6 separate regions of the Mus musculus genome follow, and all the other regions are linked to region 5. A link is a contact called in public Hi-C, HiChIP or PLAC-seq and promoter capture Hi-C data. All regions are on one chromosome and are shown on one strand. The core of a region is the stretch at or near the end of the contact, and the rest is flanking DNA. Distances in the headings are between cores, read along the strand shown.

Region 1 (3,388 bases), core at 62-2,561, 810 kb after region 5:
AAACATCACAAACACAAAACTGCAAAAACACGAAAAGCTGCAAAAACACGATGTAATTTAATTTGAAAATTCGGTTTGAGTTAGTCAACTGTAGTAGAATTAGACAAATAGTTCATGGTATCATAAGCCATCTAGGAGAGACAAATACTAACAAGTAATTTTCCTGGAGATGGTCTATCATTTTGCATCATTGTAATGGATAAACTCTGAATTGCAAGGCTTTCAGAAAACCTACCTCAGGATTGATTCTTGCTGTTAATAAGTCTTTTCTGTTCTTATTAAGTTAATAATTGCTATATTATTAGGTCTAATAATGCTTGGGCATTAACCCAATCTACAAGGCAGAATTTCTGCAGATCAACGAAGATGTACTCTGTGTAACAATGCTATGTAGACAAATTATGATGATTTCAAAATTCCTATTAATGATTCTATAGAGTTACTAAATTTATACAAGTAATTTTAAGACCTTTATAGAAAAGCTACAATTAGGGCTCTGTAAACCTTCCTGTGTCCTGGGCTTACTGCACTAGGATAGAAACCATGCTTAGAGTAATTTGATGATCAGGGAAAACATTCCTTCTAGGCTAGCCATGAAACTATTATCTGATAACTAAAGGTCATAAACTTGGAATAGACAATTTATTATAGGTACAAGGCCAGAAAATAAAATTGTTGACTGAATTTTTCTATACAAAACTTCAAAACTAATGAGACCCAAGGCAGATGATATGCCTCTTGACAAAACCTTGCTAACTTATGACATAAGAATTATTGTTTGAAACTTTTAATGAACCTGTGAAGCTAGTGACAGTTAAGGTTTAATTACATAGTCTCTATGGAAATATATGTAAACATTTCTACTGTGACTACTTATTCAATTTATAATTTAAATTTTTGTTTTGAATTTATCATGAAACTTTTAAAAACTAGATGCTTGCAAAACCATGTGACCATGTATCCTGAGAAAATATAAAAGTTAAGAATAAGAAGAACAGACAGGGACAGGTTCTTCTTAGCACAAGTCTTCTTTTATTTAGGGATAGAAAGCAGTTTTCCTTTTTTTCCCCTCAGAAATAAGGATTCATCCTCTTTTAAAAGTGAGTGCCTGTTTCTGCAAGTTGACTTTCTGAAGCTGTCTTTATCAGACAAAAATTTAGGGAACTCCTTGCCTCACTCCTGCCTGGGCCAGGACCTGAAAGAGGAAAAGAATAAAAACTTCTTTACTTAATCCTCTCAGACCCCTGCTATTAAGCTGCAGGTGTTAATCCCAAGGGGAGGGGCAGCCACAGAATAAGCAACAGTGTGTTAAGTCTCCAGAAGCCATCAGCTTCTACCTTCCAGTATAGTTAGAGAGTTAAAAGACTGGAGATCATCAGTATTTGGCCTTTGTCTAAAGCTTTGTCCCAATTCACACCTGTGTTTTCCCTAATCCAGAGCAGGCCTCCAGCATCACTGTAATGTAGTAAATAAATATTGAGACCTAGAAACAGAAGTAAAGATGGTATTAGTAGGAGATGATGGGGAAGCAAGCCTTACTGAATTCATGATTTCTATACAGAAAATGTCAGGTGCCATGCACTCCAGTTGAGTAGCTTGACTTGACAGGCTCTGAAGCCTAAAAGCCACTCACGAGGCAGAGAGTTTCAAGGAAGCTCACCTCCTGGAGTTTTGGCGTTCTCATTTACCCAAATACTCATACTCTATTCCCACGTTAGTCTGGTGTATGGATCTACGAGCTTTCTTTTAATATTTTATTACAAACGCCTTTTAAGATTAAATTCTGTTATAATTAAGCCTCCCCATTGTTCCAAGGTCCCAGAAGCCTGCAAGCTTGAAATCTGAGCTTGAAATCCAGCAGGAATGCAGAAAGGAAGTTACCTATTCAGTTACTAATTAAGCATTACAAAGACAGTAGCTCAGAGCTGGTCTGCAAAATTTTTACCAAGGACAGTAGCAATTCTCACCCAAACAAGGGAATAATAGAGCTAGGGAATCCCACTGAGACAGGGATCTTCTCTACAGCTAGGTATAGCAAGCTTCACTTTAGAAGCAAGTTGGTATATTCTTCTGTAGACCCAGGAAATAGGGTGTTGGGGAATTGCAGTATTCATGATAAGGTCTGCTAGTGCAGAACCCCTGGTGGTAGGTTTTACAATAGACTAGTTTACACCTGGCTCCCTTCATTTGCAGCAACAGCCTGGTCCCCACCTTCTTTTGATGTATACATTCCTTTTGTATTGCGTCACTGTAACTTGGTGGATTATATTTTGCCTGGTTTCTTGTTATTTCTTTGGTATAAAAAGTTTGATGCTCGACCTGAAACATTACATTCAGATTCTACACAACCTCTCTTGTGTGCATCTGTCTGTCATTTCATCCAATGCTTTGCCCACCTGCCCCAGAGACCCGTTCCATGCAGACAAAGGGATCTAGAGGGTCTGCAGCAGACAGGGATGAGATGGACCAAGAAAAAAATTTTTTTACAGGCTTGTAATTTAGGTAAAATTTATTCTTAAGAAAATTGGTATAAATCTTTTGAAACTCTGCCAATACTGAACAGATATTATGAAAGTCAAATAATAGAAAATTAACAATTATAATTAGGATAAATTAGAAGATAAAGAAAATGATGGAAAACAGTCTTTAGACATATGAGTAGAAATGAATAACCCAGTGGGTAATAACCTTTGGGTAAAGGCATAAACATACCAGGTTGGTGTTAGGCCATATAAAAGAGGGAGAGTAGGAGGGATGGAGAGAGAGAGAGAAGAAAAGGGAGAGAAGGAAGAAAAGATGGGGAGGGAAGAAAGGAGATAAGAGAATCAAAAATTAGGAAATTAGGAGCACAGTGCTTGGCTTAAATACAACTCCAACAGTTCTGTTGTGTTTAATTGTCATTAAGGAAACAAAACCAACCAAACAAACAAATCTGATCTTCTAGCTTTTTCAATATTTCCACTACCTCTTATTGTATTGTAGATGTATTCTTTGGGACTAGGCTTCACCACTCTGTATTTGGGTTGGTTGAGGTTTCCTTAAAGGTCTCCATCTGTTCAAAGAGAAGGTTCTTTGGTGAGTGATAAGGGCTACACTTATCTGTGGATACAAGGACAAACACTTAGAATGTAGCTATTGAGGAGTTCCTGTAGTTATTGCCACTGGCAGGAAAGTGGACATAGAGAGATAAGAATAAAATCTGAGGACAGTGCCATTTTTTCGGGCACTGAGTTAAGACCTTGAGGGATTGATCCTGTGCTTTATTTTCCTTACACATTTAAACATAGTAGAACTTTTGACCTGTGACCTTTACAATAAAAATGAAATATATTGACAGATAAACAGAGCTCAGTACTAGGGCCTAGAGAAGGATGAGATAGATTCTATT
Region 2 (3,704 bases), core at 290-2,789, 850 kb after region 5:
TCGGTAAGTCTTTTTAAAACACTTAATATAATTAACAAAATTGCATGAAACTTTCTTTTATCAAATCATGGTTGGCATGATCACTGAGAATATAATAAAAACTGCTTACACATTCTATTATACCCATGTGTTTCTACTTCAGCTATTTAAAAACTGTCTAACATGATATAACTGAGAAACAAAACCTATCAAATATGTTTTTTGTTTTTAATAAGCTTTATTATAAAATAACTTTCCAAAAAAGAAAGCGTCACACACCCAAATTAACTTGAACCAGTATCTCTACAACTGAATGAACCTCTATGTTGCCAGAATAAGGCACTCATCTGAAATCTGTGAAAGTTAACATCAAATTTTATATTTTCTGTATCTTTTATATTTTATGCACTTATCCATAACCAAAACCAGAAAAATCTAACAGACCAACAGAACTAGAAAAACAATTTGGATTATGTTCATGTTTGTAACTCCTAAATACTACTTGCATTCAATCCACTCTCATTAAATTAATTTAGCTTTTCCTATTCTATTTTCCTTATGTTGTACTATATATACAAATATGTAAATATATGTTTATATACACAATTGTCTAAATTATACATATGAAAAAGAATAGGTGATTCTCAAAAAATATTTTGAAATATATTTTATACTCAAAATTAGATTTATTTCTCTCTTTTAAAACATACTAGCAATTGGTGTAGAATCTAAAGAGAGATCAGACAAGTAAATTTCCAGAAATATGTCAATTATTCTCTCGTGGGAGTATCCATACATTTTTCTCCCCTGTCCTGTCATCTAGCAGAAGAGATAGTTATTTTAAATAACAACATTAACTCTAAGTTTTATTTAGAACTTCTGTTAGATACATAAGCTCATAACTTAGTTATTTACAAGAAATATTTAAAGCAAAGAAACTAAATCCCCTACAGAAATCAACTATGAATGTTGACTGATAACAAGCCAGAGAGGCTAATACTGAATATCCTTTTATAATATACGGACAGCTGCTTTTCATTCCTCTAACATTTCTAATAACAACAATGTTGCAAGAAAGGCCAAGAATGAAATATGGGAATCTAAAAGGCAAAATCCTCATCACACACATACACCAGAAAATGGCACACAAAAAAATCATGATAGTTAATTACTTCATGTTATCACAAAGTGAACTTTTGTAGGGATCCAAAGCCAGCTAAAGGCAAGATGTGGGCAAATAAGAAGGCAGAAGCTGTGCTCTTGCCTCACAAGAGATAGCGTTGTGAAAGTCTCTAGTGTTTTGGTATTAACCTTAGAATTCCTATAGCTACAAAACTGTTTCAAGACAAGCAGTACTTGATGAACTTTGAACTCTCTTCCATTTGTACTCTATTTGTGAAAATTTGAATGTGCTTGGCTGAGGGAGAGCCACACTATTGGGGGTGGGGGACTTGTTGGAGTAGGTATGACCTTGAAGGAAATGTGTCACTCTGGGAGTGGTCTCTGAGACCCTCCTCTTAGTTGCCTGGAAGCCAGTCTTTTCCTGTTTGCCGTTGGAACAAGACGAAGAACTCCCAGCTCCTCCAGTCGCTATGCCTGCCTGTATGTGGCTATGCCTCCGGCCTTGAGGTAATGGACTGAACCCCCAAACTATGATTAAGTGTTATTCTATATAAGAGTTGCCTAGGTCATGGTGTCTCTTCACAGCAATGGAAGTCTTAACTAAGACATTATTCTTTAGAGACATCTACACACTTGTTTGGTATAACAAACAATAAGACAAAGCAGGAAAGTCCAACATCTCATTAAACAATAGCACTGTAGCACAATACAACACTCTCTCTCTCTCTCTCTCTCTCTCTCTCTCTCTCTCTCTCACACACACACACACACACACACACACACACACACACACGCACACCATTGTCCTTGCTAGCTAGAATGGCTAATGATGGAGGCTCAGGCCTGGAGTGTGGAGGAGTCGAGGGTTTCAGATTGAGCTTGGTGGCCAGGCAGGTCGTGGCCCTCGGCGCGCCCTTTCCTGAGGCAGCAGTGGCTAGGCTGGGAGCAGGGAGTGGGAAGAGATGGCTGGAAAATGCCAGTCCATTTCCGAGGGGATAAGAAGGAGACAAACCATCATGATGGACTATGCGGAGAACAAGGGAAGCAGTTCCGAAGACGAGGACACTGACACCGAAGGCTCGTCGGTCTCGGATGATGGGGACAGCTCAGAAATGGATGAGGAAGATTTCAGTAGGAGAAGGATGCTATGTTTAGATGAGATGGCCAACCCTGAGAAGCAGTTTACAGATCTCAAAGATCAACTTTATAAAGAGCAGTTGGTTGAGTCAGGTGGATGCAAAACTCCAAGAAGTCATAGCTGGAAAAGCACCAGAGTATTTGGAACCACTGGCCACCTTACAAGAAAACATACAGATTTGCACAAAAGTAGCAGGAATCCACAGAGAACTCTGCTTAGACTTTGTGAGGAATAAGCACGAATGTGAAATCCAGGCTTCTCACCAGCATTGTGAGAACACTGGAATGATGGGCTTCAGTCAAGAAAACGGAGGAAGGATCCTTTCAGCCCCGACAAAAAGAAAACAGTCATTGTCTCGGGTCTGTATATAGTTGTATATACTGCAGCATTTCAGTATTCTTGAGGACTGGACAACAATTAGGAAGGCAGTGGCTACACTGAGTCCACACCGAGTTAAAACAGAAAGACCTGTGAAACTGGACAAACATCTGCACAGTGCTAGATCTGAAGAGGGAAGACTATTATGATGGCGAATGTTATATATATGTGGGCAAACAATATGTATTGATAAAAAAGATGAGTGTCCCACAAGTGCTGTAGTTACAACAATTGACCATTATGAAGTTTGGATTAAGATGCCTGATGGAAGCAAACCTAAACTTTACATTTCACAGCTATAGAAAGGAAAATACTCAAACATTCCTAATTACGATGTAAGTGTTACCCACATCTACCTTATTAGATTACCATGTGCAATGGGCCATGGGAGCCCAGAAAATGTATCCAGCAGCTTAATATTTTCATCTAGTCATGAGAGAATGTGTCTTCTTGGTAGTACTCAAAGTGGAGCCCGTATTATTAAGTTATTAAGAGAAATGGTGATAAACTCTAATCATGACCATCACATTTATTTGCCTCATAGGCCCCATGCCAACAGGTCTGTTTGGTATGTATTTCTTTCTCAATGTTTCATTCTGTGTCTCACAGATGTTTCTGATCACCCTTAGTGGTTGTGTGTACTGTCCCAATCCAGTGGCAGTCCACACACAGACAGACACACACAGAGACACACACAGACACAGACACACACACACACAGACACACACACTCACAGACACACACACTCACACAGACACTCACAGACACACACACAGACACACACACTCACACACATGTGTGCATGTATATATACATATGTATATGTACTTGATAAGCATTTTTAGTGAGATTTGTATTTCTAAATTTAGTATATAATAAAAAGTGTTTGAATGTCAAAAAAAATGGATAATCATTCCAGATGGAAAAAAATATTTTAAAAATAAGGCTTTGGAATGAAAATAAAAATCCTCAAGCTTAAGGACCCAACATGAAAACATATCATTTTAGAGATTCGTAATAACTACACTTGTGAGTATTACTTAAAATAATAGTAACTTCAAAGTATTGATAGATAAAAATGAGGGTG
Region 3 (3,557 bases), core at 439-2,938, 690 kb after region 5:
GTGAGACTTTAACTCCTGCTTCTTTCAATGGCAAGGAATAGTGTAATGGAATGTGCAAGATCCTCTGGAGACTGCTCATTTCCTGATTACTCTAATAATGACTGATCTCCATGTTTCTAGGCATACGTGTTATCATATACAAAATAAGTACAGTGTTCTTGCTACATATGGAACTGAACAATTAATGATTACACTTCTGGAGAAAAATTTAACACTTATGATTTTTGTCTTAATATTCTCTCTAAAGATTACTTGATTGTATTGTCCATGAATATCAGCTTGCTTTCCATGACATATGTTTTGAAATACTGTTTACATAACTTCCTTTTGTTTTTGAATTGTTGCAAAATGGAGCTGGACTTGACTATAGTTATTTGTAATTCTAGCACAGAGAGTTCAAAGTTCAAAGTCACTAGTTGAAAGTCAACCTGGACAGTATACTGATGTGGAAGCCATCCTGGGCTATGAAGTGAAATTGAAGCCAACCTAGGCTACAGAGTAAGAATCTGTCCCCAAATTTAAATAACTAGATCATTAGAAATAAATAGATGCTAAAAGAACATAGCATGCATTTGTTAATTTTGAGCATGCCTGTTTTGAATATATGAAAATAGATTAATAGGACTTAAGATGAAATTTTACTCCACAAAAAGAAATTATAGATTTATAAATATTATCCCCTAATTTGCAAGAGTTTAGGCAGAATATAGCATATGAAGATAAACTAAGGTTAAATCCTGGTTTCACACTCTGTGATTTGGTGACTTGAGGAAATGATTATTAAATATTTGGTACATGGTATGTCTGGTTCCAAATTCATAAAATGAGGATTATGTCTTAATGATGAAAATAATTAATGAATATAAAATATTTACTAAAGCCCAGGGTTTATGGCAAGTGAATTACGAGTTTCAATTGTTAGCACGAGACCTTGAGGCATGATGAGAAACAGGAAATCCTGGAAGGCCACTGTTATCCAAAACCAAACGGTCGGCCCTGAAAACATATGCAAGTAACATTGCACAAACGGGACTTCCACACCTAGGGAGATCTGATCTCTATATCTGCAGCCCCGCTTTCCATACATAGAAGACTCGTTTAATCTAAACCCCAAATGTGTAACAGTCCACTTGGGGAGAAAACTGCTGGATTTCTCTTTCTAAGTCAGCTCAGAGGACAAAACCTGTCTGGCTGACATGGAGTGCTCGGGGACAAGTTCCTGAGCGTGCCACAGGCAGTGCACAGGAGAGGCACCAAATGGCTTGCAAAGGGATTCACTAGGGTTTGTTGCTGTCTGTATGTTTCTCTTTCCTTTCCCAGAAGCCCAGGACAGAGGAGCAGATGTTATTTAGACATTCTGATGTAGAGGAATCAACTACTTGGTTTGCTATGCCGCAGGAACAGATGCAAAGAATGGGCTGACTGTGTAAAGATATAGAGTGTTCTGTTGGATAAGCTGTCCTGGCTGTTAAATGTCTAGACAAAGATTTGAAAACATACACATATGAATAACACTATATACATTAGCCAGGTTGCATCAATGCATTCCTAAATATAGAAAATGGTATAATTATAATCTCAAAAAATAAAAAATAAAAAGGATTCTAAAGCACACTGGTCATACTGTAAGCTGACGTTGGCTTTGTAACAAAGTTCTTCCATGTTCTTGTTCCTCTCCCCTGACCTAACCCCACCCATATTGAAGGGAACTGGAAATGAGGAAGTGTCCATTTCCTGCTCAACCTCTCTCTGTCTAGAAAATTGTTTTGATTTTGCAGTTTACGATTCTAAAACAAAACAAAACAAAACAAAACAACAAAACAAAACAAATGTTACCTCTCCAGTTACCTCTTCGGATCTCTGATACTACACCCATACCTTTTCTATTGCTCTCCTATCCTCAGGCCTTGTATGTGGTCCTCTTTTACTTTCCAGGTTTCTGCAGTTACTCTTGAATTTGTACTCACATCATCTCAAGATTTGGAGCTCGGGGCTTCTGATGAGAAAAAAATATCCAATGTTTGACTTTCTGGGTTGAGGTTACCTTATTCAAAATAATCTTGCCTAGGATCATCCTCTTACATTCCTGATCTCATTTTTCTTTACAGTTGAATAGCATTGCCTTGGGTATATGTAAGACATATTTATTATCCATCCATCTGTTGAAGGAAATTTAGGTTGTTTCCATGCCCTAGGAATTGTGAATAGAGAAGCAGTGAATATATCTGAAAGGGTATCTGTTGAGTAGGAGGTTGAGTCCTTTGGGCAGATAGATGCCAAAGAGTGGCACAACTAGGTCATATTATAGATTTAGTTTTAGCTTTTGAGATGTCTCCACCCTGAATTCCATAGTAGCTGTACCTGCTTGTAGTGAGTGTTCTTTTTGCCCCACACCCCTCCAGCATCTGTTGTTATTTATTTTATTTGTATTTGTCCTGTTGTCTAAGATAAGGGAAATCTCCAAGTTGTTTTAATTTGTTTTCATTTGCCTTTCCATTATTGCTAAAGACAATGAACTTTTTTTGGTGTGTGTAGGCATGGGGAGGTTCTTTATATGCTCTGGATATTAATACTAAGTCAGAATTGTAGGTGTCAAAGATTATCTCCCATGCTGTGGGATTCCTCTGCACTGGTGCAATTGTTTCTTTAGCTGAGCAGAAACTTTTTGATTTTATGAAGTCCCACTTGTCAATGGTTGGCCTTAATTTTTGAGCAAGTGGAGTCCTGTTTAGAAAGCCCTTTCCCACACCAATATCCTATAAGGTATTATTGCCTGTGTTTTCTTCTTGCAATTCAGAGACTCAATTTTACATTTTGATCTTTGATCCATTTGGAGTTAGTTTTCTTTGTGCAAAGCAATAGATGCTGGTCTCTTTTCATTCTTCTACAAGTACATATCCAGTTTTTGAAGAAGTGTTTAGTAAAGATGCTGTCTTTTTGCAGCTTATGTTTGTTGTATCTTTGTCAAATATTGTTGAAGAATTGGTTTCCTTGTGGTGTTTCCATTTGTAGCTCTGGTGATTCACACACACATTCACACACACACACACCCCAACCCACACACACACTTCTCCCATATCTCCCCGCCCACTTTCCCTGTTTGTACCCTTCCAGCACATTATTCCATTTCACATAATATTTTACTATCCCTTCTAGCCTTTTTATTTAAAGGCTAACATTTCCTTCTCAAAAGTTCCTTTGTAGTTTCTTTGGCTCTATGCACATTCATTCCCACATAAATACAAATATATAAAATTAGATGCTAGGAGTCACATATAAGTGATAACATGCTAGTCTTTCTGAACCTGAGGTGCCTTTCTTAATACCATAATTCAATTTACATCAATTTATCCATAAATGCTATTATTTTATTTTGTATTTCAACTGGAGAAAATTCTACTGTATATCTATATCATGTTTCATTATCAGCTCATCGAGGCTGATTTAATTCCCTTGGCATTGCTAGTAGAACATCATAAGCATGTATGTTCATGTATGTTTATGGTAAGATATATATTGTCTTAATTATGAAGTTTTTTATATATAAAATTATCTAT
Region 4 (3,373 bases), core at 73-2,572, 710 kb after region 5:
GCTTACACAAATGACATAGATAATTGAAAACTTGGCAATCAAAAACCAGAAGAGTGTCAATTATATTTTTTCTAAATTATTTTACTGATGAGGGATGATCATGGAAGCAGAAGTTGATATAATTATTTATGTCCTTGTTTTCTTTAACATGTATTTAGGACTGATAAAGATGATAAAGTCTGTAACTTTATAATTAATTCTACATCTTTTCTTTATATTAGATTTGATGATTCTATTATCCTGCTTACTGTAGAACTCTGACATATATACCCAGCATAGAGAGCATAGCCATAGGAATATATCCATGTTCTTACAATGGTGTGGTATATTGAAACATCCAACACAGCAGAAGATACAATCTTCTACTTACTGTATCTTTTGATACTATTTCTCGGAACAAAGCAATTGCCTGTTTTTTAATATGTGTTATAATACATAAAAATACAGTGTCTAATTTTATACATATCTGTGTGTATTGGATACTTTAGTTGGCAAAACTAATTTTCAAGAAAACACACTTAACTTCGTCTGTTAAAATGTGATAATTGCTGGGAGCTGCGACAGGTGCATCCATTCAGTTCAAGTTTCACTTACATCACAGTGATTACACTATTGGCTCGTATTGGCGCCCTGTACTAAGTTCTAAAGTAACACTATCTGAGCTATTCACTGCCAAGACTGATAAGTGTTCTTCCACTTTGCCACAGACCCTTTTTCGTCCCTGTCTGCGTAGAACGGGTCTCTGGTTGCAGGTGGACAAGGAGACAGTGAATGACAGACAGAATCAACATGAGAGATTGTGTAGAATCTGAGTGTATTGTCACAAAGTGAACACCAGTCTTATATAATACAGAAAACAAAGGGGTAGGAAGTCACAGCAGGCAAAGTACATTGAAGTTACCTGACACAAAACAAAGGAATGACTTCAAAAGGACTTACAGGAACCAGGTAATATTTACAGTAAAGATAAAACAGCCCTGCCTAGGGTCAGCTAATGACAGGTAAGGATTTCTCACCCTAGTCACAATTTGTGCTACTCCTTTGAGCCTTGTGAAAGCTAGTACCAGGGGGTTCTGTTCTAGCAGACCTTCTCATGAATAATGCAATATCACAACCCCCCTATTTCCTAGGCCCTGGTAAATTCTTGCATATGAAGGTAACTTGGCTGTTCTTTTAAGTATCTGTGACAAATCTCCATTTGTCAGAAGAATTCACCAACTTGCTTCTAACATGCAATCTAGCCTGCTATACCTGGCTGTAGAGAAGATCCCTGTCTCAATGGGATTCCCTCTTTCATGGTAAACCCACCTATTAGCTAGGCCATTGTATATTCCCTTATTTGGGAATAAATGGCTACTGTCCTAAGTAATCACTCTGCAGACCAGCCCTGAGCTATTCTAGCTCCGTTCTTTGTAATGCGTAATTAGTTTCACTGTCTCTTCTAGAAGTAAATTTGAATGTTAATGAACAGATAACCTTCTTACTGAATTCCAAGTTTGTTGGCTTCAAGGATTTTCTAGGATGTTGGAACACTGACGAAGGCTTAGCTATGTCAGAATTCAATCTTTAAAGGCACTTATAATAAAATAATACTAAAAGAGAGCACATGGATCCATACAGCAGACTAACTTGAGGATAGGGTATGAGTATATGGTTATGAGAATGCCTGGCTCCAGGAGGTTGAGTTTCTTTGAAACTCCCTGCCTTGTGAGTGCTTTCAGGCCTCTCGGCCTGCCAAGCAGACTTCACTGGAGTGTGCATAGCACCACTTAACTTGTCACCGCTTCATTTCAAAGACCTGGTTTGAACTTGTAAGGTTAAAATGTTTTAAGTAAAAGTAAAAGAGTAATTAAGATGAAACAATAATCCAATAGACACTTAACTGGAATCATTTGTTCAAGCCAGGTACATGTTTGAGCAGAAAATGAGACAAAACCCTGGACATTAATGGAATTAACACTGAAATGTGTCTCATTCTTGCTGAGTGAAGTATTTATTCACAGTTGACTGAAGAAAAACTGAGGAATAACTCAATTAAAAGGCTTATTTATATAATGAGAGCAATAATAAACAATTGTAAAACATACATGATAAAATTGAAATGATAGTCTCCTAAATCTTAAATCTTAGCATCAAAAATCAATCTTAAAATCAAAGCATAACTGTATTGCTCTAATTAAGGGATTTATCTCAAGTGCTGTTCATTTCTCCTTTTATTTTAAAGAGGAAGAAAAATAAGATCTAAAGTTAAAAGAAAATCAACAGCTTTCTTAAGACTGATAAGTCAGTTTTCTCAAAGCAGGAGAAAACATTGATCTGTAATTCACAGTTTACAGCTGCACCTAAATTAACATTTTCTTTGGGGGGGTTATTAGATATTTTCTTCATTTACATTTCAAATGTTATCCCAAAAGTCCCCTATATCCTTCCCCCACCCTGCTCCCCTACCCACCCACTCCCACTTCTTGGCCCTGGCTTTCCCCTGTACTGGGGCATATAAAGTTTGCTAGACCCAGGGGTCTCTCTTTCCAATGATGGCCGACTAGGCCATCTTCTGCTACATATGCAGCTAGAGACACGAGCTCTGGGGGTACTGGTTAGTTCATATTGTTGCTCCACCTATAGGGTTGCAGACCCCTTCAGCTCTTGGGTAATTTCTCTAGCTCCTCCATTGGGGGCCCTGTGGTTCATCCAATAGATGACTGTGAGCATCCACTTCTGTATTTGCCAGGCACTGGCAGAGCCTCACAGGAGACAGCTATATCAGGGTCCTTTCAGCAAAATCTTGCTGGCGTATGCAATAGTGTCTGTGTTTGGTGGCTGATTATGGGATGGACTCCCGGGTGGGGCAGTCTCTGGATGGCCCATCCTTTTGTCTTAGCTCCAAACTTCTAATTTTACTCCTGTGTCTGGTATATAAATTTGTCTTGGAAAGCAAGCTCTGTGATCAAGTAGATGTGAATAATCTTGTAGGGGTTTTGTTGTTATTGTTTAGGGTCATAATACAGGTTTCCATATTCAAAACGAGGGAAGGGTTTTTATTCCTTTGGTGACAAATCGCATCTAGTTTCACTTTAAGAAACAGACACATGCCTTTCTTTACTTCTTTCTGGTTTTGGGATGAGTGGATATTAACTGCATCTACTATACTTATCAGAGCACAGCTTTCAAATGACACCCTGCTGTAGACAATGAAGTAGGCGTATGATAGGTGGTATAAAGCATATTACCAATAGACTATGTGTTCTTGCCCTGTAGTTCTTATGGAAGGTGCCATCTCTATCTGCTGTGATCATTATATTCCCTGCAGGAAGGGACTGCCCTCTGCAGTTTGTGAACAATATGTAGAATAGGTTCAACATATCCCTGACTC
Region 5 (3,908 bases), core at 1,035-3,534:
CTCTTCCGGAGGCCCTGAGTTCAATTCCCAGCAACCACTTGGTAGCATACAGCCATTTGTAAAGGGATCTGATGCTCTTTTCTGGTGTGTCTGAAGACAGCTACAGTGTACTCACAGAGAGAGAGAGAGAGAGAGAGAGAGAGAAAATAATTGATTTGATTCTTATGTATGTGCAGCCACTTGCAGAGGCCAGAACGTGGGGTTGGAAACTCCCAGAGCTGTAATTACACAGAGGCTGTGAGCTGCCAGATGCTGGTGTTGGGAACTGAACTTTGGTCCTCTGGAAGAGCAGGAGCCAGTGCACTTAACTTCTGGACTCTCTGTCCAGCCCTCATGGTGGAATCTTCACTCGCTTTTGAGAGGCATCACACTTCCGTAGCAGTAAAAGCACTTGGTATCATAGAAATATGAATGCCATCGTTTAGAAATGCCCTTGACGAAGCAGTGATACTTGGCTTATTAAAGTGAGTCTGGAAATTGGGACTCTTGCTAGGTGACATAGCTAGGTCTCATCTCAGGAGAAACTTGTGTTCCAGAGTTTCACTGTAACGGCGTGACAGAGGACTCTATCACTACCATTAGAGTTTGCATCATTACCTCAAATCCACGTAGCTGCTCTATCACTGTGGCGTTTTAACAGCCAGCACCAATGTTTACTTTTGTGAAAAATGGCAATATGTACGAGTTCTGGGTACGGAAGGGCCTTTGACACTTGGTATCTGTGGGTGTCAGAAGAGGGCAGCAGTTCCCCTGTAACTGGAGTCACAGATGTTTTGAGTCTCTCTGTTGAGTGTTGGACCTGAACCCAGGTCCTCTACAAGAGCAGTAAGCCATCGCTGGGGCCAGCATCAGTGATTTTAATGCCAGCGTTGGGTAAGAGTGTCCCTTCAGGGACTATTTGACATTTTGGAGAGAAAGAAGTTAGTAGTCCTTTTGGTAATGTATGTGTGTGTGGGGGGGGTGGGGATGGGGATGGGGGTGGGAGGTGGGGAGGGGAGTATTACTAATGGTATCTCAGAATCCTACCATGTTTCTGTTTGGTTTCAGACCCAGGAACAAACAACTTAGGTGTATATTTTACATACCAAAGCAGACCTGGCCTCCTGGTTCTCCCAGCATCCCTCAGTCCCTAGTATAACTGGCCCCCAATCCTGAATTTTCAGCACAGGGCCTGGACTCCCTTCCCCCAGAGGATCTTTGCTATATAATCCATTTTGTTTTCTCCCTCCCCATCTCCCCTGCCCCCTTGTCTTAGCCTGAGGGCTCTCTTTCTCTTCCTCTTCTCTCCCTTTTCTGGCCTCCTTCCTTGGGGCCAGTGAACTCACCTGCCCGAGAGCAGCTTCTTAATAAACCTGCAGTTGTATATATTTTAATCTGGCTTGAATTGGCTCATTTTACCAGTGGAGAAATAACTTATCAGTTTACCTCAACAAATAACTAGCCAGTAAGACATGCGGTGGCGCGTTGAAAAAGCGTGGTCTCCATAAATCGATCTTGGCTTTGTGTAGCACAGCTATGTGGATAAACTTAAGGAGTTTTCAATTCCCTCAGTGTGCCCCATTGTTAACATCAGCCTGCTAATTTACTTGTAAGAAGTGACAGGTGCTACTTTCAGGCTCTGCTGTGGATTCTCACAGGAAGCTTGCAGTTCAGCCCAATCCTCCCTGATCGGCTCTTACTTAAGGTTTCTGTTGCTGGGATAAAACACCATGACCAAAGTCATCTCGGGGCGGAAAGGGGTTATATCAGCGTCTAGTTTCACATTATAGAAGGAAATCAAGGTAGAAACTCAAGCAGGGCAGTAATTGGTCCTTTTTAAGGCTTGTTCAGTTAGCTTCCCCTTGGGCCAGACCACCTGCCAAGGGTGTGGCACTGCCTGTAATGGGTTGGGTCCTCCCACATCAATCATTCATCAAGACAATGCCCGCATAGATTTCCCTACAGGCATTTTCTCAGTTAAGATTCCCTGTTTTATAGCTAAGTATATGTTTGTGTCAAGTTGACACAAACAAGCCAGCACCCTTTGCACTTATTTCAGCTCAGTCTCCGCCCCCCCCCCCCCCCCCCCCCTTCTGCATCTCACAGACCCTTCAGCGGCTAGGCCGGTCAGACTAGGCGGTAAGCCATTTATTTACCTGAGGACTGTGTGTATTGCAAAGCACAACCTCAAACACGGGAGTCCATTCCCGGCTGCAGTTAGAGGGCGCTTCGTCTGGTGTCTTTATTACAAATCCCATAGTCCCTAGGGCGCCGCAGTGACTTCTGGGATTAGTGGTCCTGCAGAAGGGCGCTGGCGGGTAAGAAAGTCTTCTTTTCTTCTGTCCGCCTTGCTGGACTTTAGAACGTCCCAGGATGATTTCATGCTTTTTTTTTAAAATAAAGAATCGGGAAGCACAGGCAGGCAAGGCAGATTAGAATCCCGGCAGAATAGTTTCCGTTTCCGGTGCCAAAGGGCACGTGGAATGTAAACACGGCACCACAGAGTGTTTTCAGGTAACTGGCTGCGGGTAGGCGGTAGACAGGGCTGAGGGTTGCTGCGTGCGGGAGGGAGGGCCGAGGGTGGCCCGGTGAGGTCCACAGAGCCCTGGGGCGTGCCTCCGACCTGGGCACGGGGCGCGGGGCGCGGTGGCAGGGTTCTGGGTGCCGGCCCGGCCGCCCGAGGAGCTGCTATGGCCGGAGCTCATTTTTATTGCAGCCGAGGCAGGGGCCAGTTTTGAATCCTGTGTTCTCCTCGGGTAGCATTTTAAGGGAATCCGTTTCTCTCGTTCTTCACCTGCGGATTCATCTCTCCTGTTCGGAGGGTGGTTGTTGTGATTCTCTACCTCCGGCCGGTGTTTTTCCATCTTGGGTGGCCGCATCCTCTCACGCAGTCAGTTCAGGAGGACGTTTTTAACTCTGTGGCAAGCACCCAGCTTATTTATGGCCCGGTAAAGGGTCAAGTCGAGCGGTTGCGGTGGAGAGCATCGTACATGTTTAGAATCTTAATGCCACTCATCGTTCTGTAGAGCACGTAGACTTTTAACTCCAGATGAGAGTTAGCACGAAACCTTTACAGTTGTGATTTACCCACTTGATCTGTTATCGGGTTGGAAAGAAGCTTGGTGCCTTATCCATCCAGGTACAGATCAAGCAAAGCTCCTTCTGTACGCGGTTTTTAGTGAGTACTAATTACAAGCACAGCCTAGAGGCACAAGAAGCTCATAGCGTAAGATGAAAACAGTTTAGTTGAGATGTAAGTGGCGTGTTATACAACTCCTCCTAATAGAGTCTATGACTCAGTAACCGTTATTGCTGTTCACAAAATCGTGCCATTATACCAATTGATGTTAGGACATTTTAATCACCGAGAAGGGGAGTCCCGAATCATTAATTGACTATTGTCTGTATTTTCTCCCCAGTAGCATTTCAGATCCCGGATCAGATCAGAGCATTACATTTTCCTTGGGGAAGATGTTCACACATGCCAGGAGTCTTCCCTCTTTTAAGCCTGGCCAGCTTCTATTCTCTAAAGCTCACTTTCATGCAGACACTAGTGTGCGTTTGTCTGACAGGTCATTGGATCACGCTTGATAGCACTTACCGGTATTGTAATTGAGTTCAGTCTCCTTGTCCACAGGCAGTTTGGGAGAAAATATAAACTTGGTATTATAAACTGGTAACACATTCCTGCTTTTTCACTTTAGTAGGCCCTTGATACCGCTTGCTGTTTCTTCATTATTAAGTCGTTTCTAATCTCCACAAGGACTTGTTAGATTTTTTTTTTCATCTTTCTCAGATGCATACATTTATTTATTTTTTTCCTTTATATTGAGTAGATGGCTATAACCTACTTTTCCTACTAATGTGAAATTTGGGAACATGAAATCCCTAGTTTTGTTTGGACTCTGCTCAGAAACTTTAGAAATGTG
Region 6 (3,638 bases), core at 1,095-3,594, 830 kb after region 5:
TTAGTACTCTGCACTATAGACTGTGTAACCACAAAACATGCATGAGCACTGTGCAGATTAAAGCAATTCAATTTATAAGTCATAATCACCTTTTCTTGCACCTGCCCAATATCCAGGCAAATAAACTGAGTAGTCATGTATCTACAATACAAATTCCCATTTTTATTTTAGAATACAAATATTCTTTTCCTATCTTAATTAATTTACTATTTAGATAGAGAAATACTGCAGAGAAATATCATCATTTTGAGTTTATTCTCTTTTCAAAAGGTAAATACCACATTATCATTAATATTTGAAATTCAGATATAATTTAATTATTCTTGCATAGCAAGATTACTGGCTGAACAAAAACCTGAATTTATTAAAATGACAGTCTGCACAGCTAATTCCATTACATTATGTTGCAGAAGGAAGACATAAAGTGCTTTCAGCTGTGATTAGAAATGTTGGCAATTTATTTGAATTATAAATGATGGGAAGAAGTAAATCAAATGAGAACCATACAGGACTCTTTCTAAATTAATAGGAAATGAGCATAATTTATTATTGTTATGTTTGCTCTCAAAGAATATTGCAGCTTTCTTAGTTTGACTCTTAATTTTTTTCCAATATGTACTTTGTTTGATGGTTTCATTTTTTTCTCCTTTCCAAATAAATCAGAAAATATAAAGATTACTTTAATCTGGTCATTACAATGACTGATTACAATTCCATTGAAATGAGAGGAATTAATCAACTGCTTGGGTCTAATGTGGAGCCTGTTTCAGAGATCACTGATATTAGGCTAACAGAAACCAATGGCCAGCTAATGTTGCTGTGTGCTAAGGAGGCTAATGCTACACACTGCACAATATACTGTGATGAGGACCACTGTATAGATAAACTTCTACCTGGAAGCTTGGATCTTTAAGTAATTAATTATGTCTGAGTTAGTGGTGTCAATGGAAATGAATGAAACGGGAGGCACAGAAGAACATGATAAAGCTACACTGGGAATGTGGGAAGAAAGACTTTTAAGACAGAATTTTAAAGGCAATAGCATCAGGAATAGAAATACTATTAGTGGGATGAAGCTTTCAGGAAATAGGATACATAATTTAGGAAAGAAAGGATGTTAATTCAACTCAGGTTTTCAAAATATCTTCATTAGTATATGCAGACAAAAACGGTCCACAAATATGCAGACAAAAGCAGTCCACAAACACATGATAGCAATAGCCAGATATAGGCAGTGGAAGACAAGTTAGGGGAAATACTATAATTTAGACACATAAATCAGTTGTGCCCAGATTTTGAGATGGCAATGAATCTACTAGATTTTTAAATTTTATGTATGGTGTAGTAGGTCTGGGGTGAAGCACAAGGTTCTAAGTGCCTTTTATGTGAAGGGAATCTACTGGCTCACAGGCCATGTACACTGTGGTATACATTCTCCAATTCAGCCACCCACTGGAATTCCTTAGAGGTTAAAACACACACACACACACACATACACACACATTATGCCCGGGGTCTGCACACAAAATTATAATTATGTTGGCTTGAGTTTCATCCCAGCATTGAGCTTTCAGTCAAAATGGTAATTTGAAAGGCTGAAAGCTTTTTTGAAGACTTCTGTGAGATCAGAGGGAGATGTTTGATGTGATGTCTAGAAAACTCAGTGACAAGAATTATTTAAAGTACCAGAGAAATTATTAATTTTATAATTGGAGAAATAGAACATGGTAGTGCTTAAGTACATTATCACAAGTTAATTCTTGTTAAAAAAAAATACAGAGTAGATATACATTAAAAATACAATTCAGTTCCACATAAGATAACTAGAATGAACATTTTTATTTATTTAAACCAGGGTGATTCATTTTCATATTTGGATAAATGATAGAATTATGATAATTTAGGAGGAAAAGTAAATTTATCAAACCTTGATCATAATATTAACTTTATAATTCATATTAAAATTGAATTTATCAGCAGGTAACCATAACTACAAGATCCCTAATATTTCAAAGATATGTTAAAATATTAAATAATTCTTTCCTCCCAGTGCACCTATAAAGTTAAGAAAAATAAAATTATAGGAAATGTTGATGTAAGAGCTATTATTTTTGTTATATGCATATAGCAGCATTAGGCCATATTTATTGGATTTCTGAAAATGAACACAAAGAAATTAGCATGATCATTTCCTCTTATTTCCTTTCCTTTCAATTTTTATTAACTATATTTTCTTGTATTTTATACTGTTGAGATTTGTAACCTCCCCCCCCACAGCCTGAAACCTGGCTGAACAGGTTTCACTGTTAGCACAAGAGAACATCCAGGGTGGAGCCTGCCACCCTATTGTTCTGCCACTCCCACTGCAACTGCCTGTCACCTAGCTGTTCCGAAGCTATCACACGGTCACCTGAAACTGGACTCCAAGGATGATTTGGCAGAAATGGGCCCCTTCCCTTTCTTCATAAACCAGTGTCTGGGAATAGTAAAACTGAACCTTGAGTAGACTAGTTGTCTTGGCTCCATTCTCTCTCGAGTCGCCTAGCTCCCTCTTCTCTTCCAGATTCCAGGCTGCCTCCCAGGCTGGAACCCAGACATGTGAGCAGCTGGACAGCCGCAACAGAGATTTATTATGTGATAGTTTATTCTATAACTATAATAAGCATAATTTAGGGTAGCCTTTGTACAAAAGGAAATTCAATACATTCAGACAATATATTACAATGGTTCTTTCTCTTTTACTCTAAAGATTTATAAACAATATATGTGTATGAGCATTTTGCCCACATGTATACACGCATACTGTATGTGTGCCTGGTGACCACAGGGCCTAAAAGTAAGCACCGGATGCCCTGAAACTGGAATCACAGATGGTTGTCAGGTGGATTCTGGAAACTGATCCCAGGTCTTCTATAAAACCAGCAAGCATGCTTAACTGCTGAGTGATCATATTTATAAATTCTCATTTGTTTATTTATGTTTATTCAAATTTAGGGGCTTTGTAAGTTCTATTCCTCAATTTCTTGTTTGCCTTTAATTCTTTGCTACTACTTTGCTTGAAGGACAGCTTGGGACTTGAAAGTGACTGGGTTTTCATTGCTCTCTCACATCTTTGTAACATAATGATTTTATGTAACATTTTTGAATAACGCTAAGACATTTATACTTATTATCTCCTTCAATACTCATACAAACTATTGTAGTAGGTTAGGTAACTGACTCCACAAATACCCATATCCTAATCACTGGAACTTATAAATATTATCTTATATAGTAGAAGTCAGGTGTGGTTAAAACAAGAATCTTCAGGTGAGTAGATTATCCTGGATGATTCAAGTGGAGGCTGTGTTTAGTGGTGAATTCCTTGATAATAGAGAGCAGAGGGAGATTTGACTGCATAAGAGGGGGGAAAAAAGCCCTATGATAGTAACAGACAGTCAGTCAAAGGAAAAACGTGCTAGTTCTGACTTTGAAGACACTGGGGACGTGAGCTCAGGGAAGCAGCAGAAGTTGGAAAGAGTGCGATGTTGTAACATGCTGTTCCAGGAAGCCACACTGTGCGAGACCTTGATTTCTGCTTTATCAAAAGCAGACATTTAGGACATCCCACATCCAGACTATTAAAGAATAAAAGTGTT

The links. Promoter capture Hi-C pulls out the DNA fragments that hold promoters and counts their contacts. A called contact is a pair of places that touch in the nucleus more often than the background predicts. HiChIP or PLAC-seq counts read pairs in DNA pulled down with a chosen protein or histone mark.
Region 1: an H3K27ac HiChIP or PLAC-seq map of epiblast stem cells shows a contact between it and region 5. The contact joins the enhancer-like site here to the promoter of Ttc33 in region 5. A contact is called at or near these places in 3 of 39 promoter capture datasets (the 3T3-L1 cell line, embryonic stem cells and hippocampal neurons), 1 of 484 Hi-C or Micro-C datasets (bone marrow-derived macrophages), 4 of 115 datasets of contacts at active chromatin or transcription factors (embryonic stem cells, epiblast stem cells, large pre-B cells and 1 more) and 3 of 9 other capture datasets (adipose tissue, liver and macrophages).
Region 2: an H3K27ac HiChIP or PLAC-seq map of embryonic stem cells shows a contact between it and region 5, with 7 read pairs. The contact joins the enhancer-like site here to the promoter of Ttc33 in region 5. A contact is called at or near these places in 5 of 39 promoter capture datasets (cranial neural crest, hematopoietic stem and progenitor cells, liver and 2 more), 1 of 484 Hi-C or Micro-C datasets (bone marrow-derived macrophages), 12 of 115 datasets of contacts at active chromatin or transcription factors (acute myeloid leukemia, bone marrow-derived macrophages, cardiomyocytes and 4 more) and 3 of 9 other capture datasets (adipose tissue, embryonic stem cells and liver).
Region 3: a Hi-C map of bone marrow-derived macrophages shows a contact between it and region 5, with 17 read pairs. The contact joins the enhancer-like site here to the promoter of Ttc33 in region 5. A contact is called at or near these places in 7 of 39 promoter capture datasets (the 3T3-L1 cell line, frontonasal cranial neural crest, hematopoietic stem and progenitor cells and 4 more), 1 of 484 Hi-C or Micro-C datasets (bone marrow-derived macrophages), 2 of 115 datasets of contacts at active chromatin or transcription factors (astrocytes and large pre-B cells) and 1 of 9 other capture datasets (macrophages).
Region 4: an H3K27ac HiChIP or PLAC-seq map of embryonic stem cells shows a contact between it and region 5, with 4 times the contacts expected there. The contact joins the enhancer-like site here to the promoter of Ttc33 in region 5. A contact is called at or near these places in 1 of 39 promoter capture datasets (frontonasal cranial neural crest), 4 of 484 Hi-C or Micro-C datasets (the AML12 cell line, CD8 T cells, bone marrow-derived macrophages and 1 more), 9 of 115 datasets of contacts at active chromatin or transcription factors (the SCID.adh cell line, bone marrow-derived macrophages, embryonic stem cells and 3 more) and 2 of 9 other capture datasets (liver and macrophages).
Region 6: a promoter capture Hi-C map of embryonic stem cells shows a contact between it and region 5, with 3 times the contacts expected there. The contact joins the enhancer-like site here to the promoter of Ttc33 in region 5. A contact is called at or near these places in 5 of 39 promoter capture datasets (the 3T3-L1 cell line, the HPC-7 cell line, cranial neural crest and 2 more), 5 of 115 datasets of contacts at active chromatin or transcription factors (embryonic stem cells, epiblast stem cells, large pre-B cells and 1 more) and 2 of 9 other capture datasets (adipose tissue and liver).

The regions. Positions count from the first base shown.
Region 1 is chr15:5,990,255-5,993,642 of GRCm38.p6, forward strand. No RefSeq gene overlaps it. Among named protein-coding and RNA genes, the nearest start is that of Gm41259, 53 kb to the right of the region's middle. Within about 2 kb of position 1,312, at least 9 of the 459 cell types and tissues checked have an H3K27ac peak or open chromatin away from gene starts, as enhancers often do. A contact at or near this core is called in embryonic stem cells and epiblast stem cells, where this site is marked.
Region 2 is chr15:6,032,887-6,036,590 of GRCm38.p6, forward strand. The region is part of intron 2 of Gm41259 (predicted gene, 41259); the gene reads right to left. It also overlaps the pseudogene Gm8047. Among named protein-coding and RNA genes, the nearest start is that of Gm41259, 10 kb to the right of the region's middle. Within about 2 kb of position 1,540, at least 4 of the 459 cell types and tissues checked have an H3K27ac peak or open chromatin away from gene starts, as enhancers often do. A contact at or near this core is called in embryonic stem cells, where this site is marked.
Region 3 is chr15:5,870,558-5,874,114 of GRCm38.p6, forward strand. No RefSeq gene overlaps it. Among named protein-coding and RNA genes, the nearest start is that of Gm41259, 170 kb to the right of the region's middle. Within about 2 kb of position 1,689, at least 13 of the 459 cell types and tissues checked have an H3K27ac peak or open chromatin away from gene starts, as enhancers often do. A contact at or near this core is called in bone marrow-derived macrophages, where this site is marked.
Region 4 is chr15:5,894,574-5,897,946 of GRCm38.p6, forward strand. No RefSeq gene overlaps it. Among named protein-coding and RNA genes, the nearest start is that of Gm41259, 150 kb to the right of the region's middle. Within about 2 kb of position 1,323, at least 8 of the 459 cell types and tissues checked have an H3K27ac peak or open chromatin away from gene starts, as enhancers often do. A contact at or near this core is called in embryonic stem cells, where this site is marked.
Region 5 is chr15:5,183,276-5,187,183 of GRCm38.p6, forward strand. Ttc33 (tetratricopeptide repeat domain 33) reads left to right here and starts at 2,285. Exons shown (of 5, transcript NM_026213.3): 1 at 2,285-2,493.
Region 6 is chr15:6,014,372-6,018,009 of GRCm38.p6, forward strand. No RefSeq gene overlaps it. Among named protein-coding and RNA genes, the nearest start is that of Gm41259, 29 kb to the right of the region's middle. Within about 2 kb of position 2,345, at least 7 of the 459 cell types and tissues checked have an H3K27ac peak or open chromatin away from gene starts, as enhancers often do. A contact at or near this core is called in embryonic stem cells, where this site is marked.